Linked DNA regions of Mus musculus: region 2 is linked to region 1. A link is a contact called in public Hi-C data. All regions are on one chromosome and are shown on one strand. Each heading gives the region's core, a stretch centred on a gene start, on an enhancer-like site or on the middle of the called end of the contact. The rest is flanking DNA. Distances are from core to core; before and after follow the strand shown. Region 1 holds the start of Bcl2a1c (B cell leukemia/lymphoma 2 related protein A1c). Region 2 holds the start of 4930520O04Rik (RIKEN cDNA 4930520O04 gene).

Region 1 (4,157 bases), core at 58-2,557:
TTGCTCATAAGATGCTGATGCAAAGAATCAAAGTCGTTGCATGTATGAAGAAGGAAACGGGAAGAGGAAACAGTTGCTATTTCCAAGGATGTGAATTATTTCCATTTCTCCACCACTGACTCTTCAGGCAAACATAGCTCCTCATCTCCATGCATTCAGCAGCTGCTTTCACTGCTACATACTTAGGTGAGGGGACTTAAGATGCAATTCAAAGTTTCAATGTTGCCTTAACCACTGATTTCATAATCTCCACTAAGCTCTCAGAGTTGCTTATCAAAGCTCAACAAAATGATATATTTTCTCTTAACTTCAAATTGTGGACTCTGGAAGTTCTGTACTCACTGGGTCTGGGGGTAACTGAGAAGCCAAATCCTCATTCCTTCATGGCAGAATGAAGAGGAGCATCATGAAGCACCTATATCTCACAGACACAGTAACAGGAGCAGTATTTAGGTCATCTTTAGTTTCACCCCACGCATCTAAAGTCAGTCTCGTTGGCTTCGTTTTTCAAGTTCAAGCCAAAGCCACAATAAACAGGAAGAAGGATTTGTCTACAACGGAGACAAGGCACTATGACTCTTATGTCAGTACTCCTAGTGTTTCCCATGATTTCTAACCCAGATAATGAATAATGTATGTGATATAAGAAAATGTTTTAAGGACTAGAGAGGTGAGTAACTCAGGAATTAAGAACACTTGCTGCTGTTTCAGGGGATCCCAGGTTTAGTCCCAGCACCTGCACCAGGATGCCTGTTACTCATGTTCTAAGGGATCCGACACCCTCTTCTCAGTTCTGTGGGTATTCATGCACGAGATACATATACATACTCTCAGGCAAATACAAAGAAAAAAATAAATGAATACTTAAAATGAAGTACGTACTGAGTTGGGTTTAAAGCCGGATTGTTTTCTATCAGAAATTATAACTTGATGAAAAGAGCTAACTTTTTCTCTTCTCAACCTGGTCTATCTACTTCTTAAGTGTACTACTGCCAGAGTGACTTTGAAGGGCCTCTAGTTCCCAGCCACTTACAGGGATCTTGTTTCTCCACATCCTCTCATTTTTGACTTTTAAACTGAATGAGAAGAGGAAGAGGAAGTGGTGTGTTGCTCTAAGACATTTTCCTCCTTCATGGACCGAACTTTGGCTTTCACAGACCGCCCACGCACATAAGTGACGAGAAGGAAGGACGCTGTGACATGATGCAAACAGAAATTCCAACAGCCTCCAGATATGATTAGGGTTCCTCCCCTGACAAGACCTGTCTTTGCAGTCTTTGCCTCCGTGGCCTCTAGGTGGACAGCTGCAGTCAGCTCTGCCAGGGAAGATGGCTGAGTACGAGCTCATGCATATCCACTCCCTGGCTGAGCACTACCTTCAGTATGTGCTACAGGTACCCGCCTTTGAGTCGGCTCCAAGCCAAGCATTCAGAGTGCTACAAAGAGTTGCTTTCTCCGTTCAGAAGGAAGTTGGAAAGAACCTAAAGTCATACTTGGATGACTTTCACGTGGAATCCATAGATACCACCAGAATAATATTCAACCAAGTGATGGAAAAAGAGTTTGAAAATGGCATCATTAATTGGGGAAGGATTGTGACTATATTTGCCTTTGGGGGTGTTCTCCTCAAAAAAACTTCCACAAGAGCAGATTGCCCTGGATGTACGTGCTTACAAACAAGTTTCCAGTTTTGGGGCAGAATTCATCATGAATAACACAGGAGAATGGATATGGCAGAATGGAGACTGGGTATGTGTGATGACTATATATATATATATATATATATATATATATATATATTCTACTGAAGAATAAGAATGAAGAGTTTCCTTACTAATTAAAACAAACAAGAAAGTAACAATCAAAGGACTTCACTCTGTTTGTATGCCTTATTTTTAGATACTCTGAGTTAAAATTAAACTAAACAAAAATCCCCTGGGTCATTTCCAATGGCTTCTACTGGAAATGTTTTTTTTTAGGCTTTTTAAATAAGATTATACATTTATTTTATGTATGTGAGTACACTGCCACTGTCTTCAAACACATCTGAAGAGGGTATGAGATCCCATTACAGATGATTGTGAACCAAACATGTGGCTGCTGGGAATTGCACTCAGGACCTCTGAAAGAGCAGTCAGTGCTCTAAACTGCTGAGCCATCTCTCCAGCCCACTACCCCCCCTTCTTTTTATAGCTGGAGAACATTTGTGTTTCCAGCTTTAATTCTAGCTGTGAGGTCTGGGCTTAAGAACAGCACCATATTTTTTAAAACCATATCTTCAATATCAGCAGTGAAGATCCCCAAGCGCCTGCCTTTTGCTAGAGTTTCCCATGACAATTGAGAACTAGTACAGAAAGAGCTGGTATTAAATACTGTCATATGTACTTCATTGTATAGTAATAGTCAACTATGTGTATGCTTTTGTACATTCATTACTTACATACTTTTTTCCATTTTCTTAGCACACTATCATGTGTAGCTAACCAGACTCCCCCACAAAGTCACTAGGGATCAAATCTAGAGCCTAATGTGGTCTGAGTATATGTTTTCTCAGTGTACTGTATCCTTAGCTTCATGGTTAGTCTTTCTGGGAAATATTTTACAAATTGGTATCTGGGCTATACATGGAAGTGCCCATTCTGGAACCATGGAAAGAAAGATAATAGGACCAAAACTTTAAGGTCAACTGCAACTACATAGTAAATCAGTAGAAGGCCACCTCTGGTCACATGAAGGACTCCTTCATCTCCTCATCCAAATAGTACATAGATTTATTCTGTAACTTCTTTCGTCAACCCAGTACACTTAAAATAACATTGTAAAGAATATTTTATGGTCTGAGGAAGTACATCAATCGTGGAGTCCCTGTATTGTGTGAACAAGATCTCTAATCCCACACCTAGAACCATAAATAAAAATTAAGAGTTCTTCGTATGTTTTGCTGTGTGTACATGTTGTTGAAGAGCTGGTCTCTTCCAGCTGGCATATATTTATTTGAGTTATTTCCAGACCTTTTCCTGCATGTAGGTATGATTTCTAGGGTGGATATATGCTTGTAGAGTTACTTGCTCATGGTGTATATCCACTTTGAAATTACTGGAGTTTTCCCTTCCATAGTGGTCCTACCAAGTTATAAACCTGCCAGAGCATGTTGAGACTATCCAGTATTCCCTTGGTCCAAGTCCTCTAGAATGAGGCCCTATTAATCTATTAACTTTCTCCACTTTGTTACTCTAAATACACACACCTAGTTATTCTGTGCTAATTCTTTTCCCCTTGTTACTAGTAGAGCTTCTCTTCATGTTGAGCATATATTCATGTTTACTGACTAATTCTTAGAATTGCCTGTTTTGCCCAGTTTTCAATGGATTTATTAACTTATAAGAACTCTGAGAATTCCTATATGTGACAGATTATTTTCAGTTTGTTTCTTATCTTCTAAAAATTGTTTATGTTTTCATTAATTACAAGTATTTAAAAGTTTGGTGCAATTGACTTTATTGAACACTGGCTGTTCCATTTCTGATTTGTTAGAAGTCTGCTTGCTTAGTGCTGTCTTACTGTAAGTCAGTCCCCCTTTTCAACTACTCTTCTTTCTAACTTGGCCTGAATTGGGTTTAGCTAAAACATGTCAGAAAAATGTCTGCTGCACTGTGTACACCTTAAGTGAAGACAAATGTCTTCTAGCCCAGCAGCCACAACTGAGCATAGAGCAAAGAGCCCCACAAGCTCTATAGGTTTACACTATGTTCCTTCCCATTGCCTAGCACAGCATGTGCAAGACAGAGTATCTGATACTCAAAAACCTAACTCCTTACTAAGGCATTGTGTGAATTCTTAAAATTCCAAGCAATGAATGGTTTGGAGTGGTCTCTTAGAATCTCTAGAAATGCATTCATTATCAGGGAGTCACAGAGATATTAGCATATATATATTAGCATAATATATATTAGCATAATATATATATATTAGGGAAACTCTACCTTACTAGAGGTATGAAAGACCACCCCCTCTCTCACACACACACAAACACACACACATACCTTGTACATAGCTCCTATGCAGATTCTCAGATCTTCCCATTTACAGATGGGAGATTATGTTGTCAACATGATAGAAGAGGTGTTTGAGATCATTTTAAAGCAATCTCAATACTG
Region 2 (4,483 bases), core at 1,983-4,482, 38 kb after region 1:
TCGTATGGTGCTGCAAATGACACAGGTAAAGATGGAAAGAGTCTTTCCAACAGTGAACCTTCCAGCCCATTTATATTGCAGGCACACAATCCTTAATAGATCAGGAACAGTCATTTTGGAGGGAATTGCCTCTGTGGTTCAATTTTAATGAATATGGTGATGGCAATCACACCAGAGAGCTGGAGATCCACTGGCAAAACAGACAAATAAACAAACAATTCTCTGAATTCCACAGAGAAAACCAATTTTCAAAAAGCAACACAATTGGAATACCATTAGACCTGCATTTCTATAGAAGATGAACAAAGGCATTCTTACGGATTCTCTGGATTCTGGAACACGGATACCATGTGGGAAATCTAGGATAAAACAGAATATCTGTCAGGTTGTTAATAACTAGCGATTATAAAAGCCCCAGGGAACATTCTCAATTTGCACATGGGTATATGGAGATAGCTTGGACTGCTTTGAGTCCATTCTCCAGTGTAGAAGGATGTTCCAAAGCAAAACTACATCATCCTCTTTTTCTTGATCTCAGAGTTCTGTGAGTCACTGGGGCCGCCATTCTCTTCCCTGCCAGGGTCCACTCTGCCTCTTTTCTGTTCCTGCTCTACATCATCACTGCCTACCATGACGTCAGCAACAGCAGGCTTTGATGACATGGTTATGAGGCTGGAGTCACAGTAATTTTGAGACACTAGTTAGCTCAGATCTCCATGAAATTACTATGACGGGGTGGGGGGAGGGTATAGGGGACTTTCAGGATAGCATTTGAAATGTAAATGAAGAAAATACCTAATAAAAATTGGAAAAAGGGAAAAAAGATAAATAAAAAAACTTATTCTAAATCCAGGGAAAATTGAAGTTTTAAAAAATAAGTGAATAAAAATCTTTATGAATTCTAAAATTAATTAATTAATTAATATCACAAAGTACCCAGGAAAAGCAACTTAAGGAAGCATTTATTTTGGCTCCTGTTTTGAGGGTACAATCTACCAATTAGGAGAAAGGGTGATGGCAAAACATAGCTCACTTTGTGGCAGCAGAAGTAAGAAGCAATTGGTCACATCGCCTCCACAGTCAGGAGTGAACACTGATGCCCAGCTAGCTTTCCCTTGTTTTCAGGGTTATTCTGTCTGGGACTCCCACGCCCCAGGAGATGATGCCATCCATTTTTGGGGTGATCTCTCCCTGTTCAACTTCTCTGGAAACACCCTCCCTGTATCTCACACATACACCTGTATCTATATCCTCTATCTATGTCATTCCATATCCTACCAAGTTGACAGTGAACATTCGCCAGCCCTGTGGTAGAAACTTTAAGAAGCAGCTGACAAGGCGGTCAGGTCAGTGGAGGCGCACTCTTGAAGGAGACTCTGGAGCTCTGGTTTCTTTCTCTTTGTTTTCATTTCCTGGCCATGAGGTGAGTGCTTTTGCTCTGCTAGGCACTTCCAAAATAGCCTCCAGCCTTACCATGGGCCCAAAGCAATGGAGAGTCCAGTTATGGGCTAGAACCTTCAAACCATCAACCAAAATTTTTCTCTGACAAAAGTTGATTATCTAAATCAGAGGTTCTCACCCTTCCCCGTTCTGCAGCCTTTTGATACAGTTCCTCAGGTTGTAGGGCTCCTCCAACCATAAAATTATCTTCACTGCTAATTCATAATTTCCTAGTTATACGTCATAATGTAAATATTTTTGTAGCTATAGGTTTGTCAATGGCGTCTCCACTCACAGGTTGAGAACCACTGATCTGAATTCTCTTGTTATTGTGATGAAAGCTAACACGTAAGATCAAAAATACATACTAGAAATCATTTTGAAGAAAGCATTCATCTAATGACCTTAAAAAGCTAATACTGTGGCTATGGAGATGGCTCAACAAAGCGTTGGCTTTGCAAGCCCAGGGACTCCAGATTGATTCCCATAGCCACATAAAGATGATGTTAAATGTGGCTGGCCCATGCTTATAATTTCTGAGCTGGAAGGCAGAAACAGAAAGATCTCCTAGACTTGTGCTCAGCCAGTCTAGCCTGATTCCTGAGCTCCAGATCAGTAAGAGGCCCTATCTCAAAGGGAATAAATGGTGCTCCTGAGGATAACACCTAAGGCCTTCAGCCTCTGCATGCACGTGTGTACCTGAGCACATAGATGTAAAGAGAACCAAATTAAGACCACAGGCTTGAAATGTAGCCCAGAGGCACAGTCCTTAACCAGATTCTGTGACAAGCTTTTACCATATGTCATTCTATTCCCTACCTTCTATCTATGGCAAACCTTATGTGATGTTCTTACCCAAACGGCTTTTATTCACTTACTATCATTACTACTGCATGTGTGCATGATGTGTGTGTTGACCTGCATGCCACGGTGCACATATGGTGATCAGAGGACAGCTCTGTGGAGTGTATTCTCCCTTCCATCTCTACATGCGTTTCAGGGATTGAACTGAGTTCGCCTCATTTTCATGGCAAGCACCCTTATCCAGTGAGTCATCTCACTAGCCCTGTTTGCAGTAATTCTGAAATTCTGTCTGGTCAGAGTTGATGGAAGTTTCTTACTGATTGCTTCGGGAAGGTCAAAGACTTTGGTGTGGGGCTGGTAAGATGGCTCAGCGGGTAAGAGCACTGACTGCTCTCCCAAAGGTCCTGAATTCAAATCCCAGCACAAAATAAATCAATCTTGCCGTAAAATAAATAAAGGCCAATTGGTGGCTTTTGACCTGCTGCCTCCTCTGTGAAGCAGAATGACTTCTGAGGATACTGACAGTATAATTGTCCCCAAAGTCTGGTAGTGGGATGGGTGGGGCTGGGTTGGAGGTTGGACCTGGCTGGGCGCCCAAGCAGGCATTGGATAGGGAGCACCGGACAGCGTGGCTCTCTGCAGACCAGCGGCGTCCCCAGAGTGCACGAAGGATAAACGCGTGGCTTTTCCGTTTCACCGGTGTAGTTCTGTCCTCCAAGGTCCCTTCGGCAGAGCGGCTGCCACCCGGGTTAGACTTGGGGTGAGGTCAAGGCCACTCCAGGCCGCCAACCGTCTCGAAGCAGGTGGTACAACGCCTCCAACTGCGGCAGTTCCTTTGAATTTTGACGCCACTCCCACTCCACGTAGGGCTAAGCTGCCTGCCAGACTCGGAAGAAACCGGTGGCGGCGAGCCAGCGGGAGCGCGCGCAGCAACGGACAGGAACGCGGCAGGCGGGCGGCGCGCACCTCCCCCGGAAAGGCCGGGAAGAAAAGACCCACAGCTTTTCCACGCGGTGCTTCAGGAACGGCCGCGCCCCCACGTGCTCTCGGGTGCAATCCGTAACAGAAGGAAGGAAGGACAGCCTCGCTCTGACTGCACCCTAAACTATAAAGGGACCTGCGCGGAAAGCTGAGGGTTCTCTTTGCGCTGTAGGTTACTCTTTTAGGCGACCTGGTGACCAAGCAAAATGTGGGGTTACAGAGTAAATTTAGATGCTCCGGTTCTGCGGAGCAGCCCTCCGCACTTGAGCTTAGGGTACCGGTGTAAACTACCTGGGAGAAGTGCGCAGCAGCAAAAGAGATTTCAGGATTGGAGCCTAGGCCCTGGGGAGATTGGGACTGGGCAGCTTGGCTGAAGGCTGCGTGCGTTCTGGTTCCTCAGTCCCAGTTTGGGTGGGTTCTTACACAGCGGGGTTTGCAGAAAAATATGCAAGGCCTTTTGTGCTGTTTGGAAGGTACTGGTGACACCTAAGTGACATCGGATTATATGCACATGAACCCTTTCACAGGGACCATGGCGTCATCATTCTTAACATCATCAAAGCAGTTGCAAAAAGATACCAAGGTAAGGGAGATACAGCTTAGTTTCCTAATTGAAGTATTAGAGCAATAGGAAGTGGTGTGTGATGCTTAAAATGTGTTTCTTTTCATTAGATGAAGGGGTGCCCAAAGCATCCGAGAGAACTCGTCACAGAAAATAACTTGATTAAAACCTGACTCTTTTAAAAGGTATGTATGAAATCTAGATTGACATTTTTGCCAGCATACATTTTTACTGTTGTGAGATGAGAATCAGCTTCCCGGAAATGTGTTCTGAAATAGTCCTGGCCAAACACTGCAGCTTCTCCTACTCTGGCCTTTTTAATTTGGAGTAGCTGTAGTGAATGCATGGTGTATAAGTTGATTGTACAAACAGTTGTGAGACATACCGGGTCTGAACAGTGATGAACTATATCCCGAAGATGATGACCTGAAGACAGATACAGCTTCTGAGAGAAGACCATCGTGTTTAAGTGAAGTAGTAGTCTTGTTTGTCATGTTTCCCAAGGGCTTTTGTTTGTTTGGGGGATAATCTCTCCTGCTGCGCAAACTGGCCTCGAACTCATTAGGCAGCTGAGGAAGTCCTTGAACTGCAGACACCCCAGCCTGCCCCTCTCACGTTCCGGGGTTCCACCATGTCTGGCTCTCTCTAGCCTTTCTTTTTAATTCCTCTGGTCTGATCAGCCATAGCCACAAGACA

The links. Hi-C and Micro-C count contacts between places; a contact is called where the count stands out from the background.
Region 2: a contact with region 1 is called in a Hi-C map of LSK cells, with 2.8 times the contacts expected there. The contact joins the promoter of 4930520O04Rik here to the promoter of Bcl2a1c in region 1. A contact is called at or near these places in 1 of 39 promoter capture datasets (embryonic stem cells), 1 of 15 datasets of contacts at CTCF or cohesin (CD8 T cells), 18 of 484 Hi-C or Micro-C datasets (the Ba/F3 cell line, the HL-1 cell line, LSK cells and 13 more), 2 of 115 datasets of contacts at active chromatin or transcription factors (both in embryonic stem cells) and 2 of 9 other capture datasets (adipose tissue and liver).

What each region holds. Positions count from the first base shown.
Region 1 is chr9:114,328,828-114,332,984 of GRCm38.p6, forward strand. Bcl2a1c (B cell leukemia/lymphoma 2 related protein A1c) reads left to right here and starts at 1,308. Exons shown (of 1, transcript NM_007535.2): 1 at 1,308-1,751. The coding sequence starts at 1,329. The coding sequence ends at 1,715.
Region 2 is chr9:114,365,092-114,369,574 of GRCm38.p6, forward strand. 4930520O04Rik (RIKEN cDNA 4930520O04 gene) reads left to right here and starts at 3,233. Exons shown (of 3, transcript NR_040383.1): 1 at 3,233-3,393; 2 at 3,898-3,972.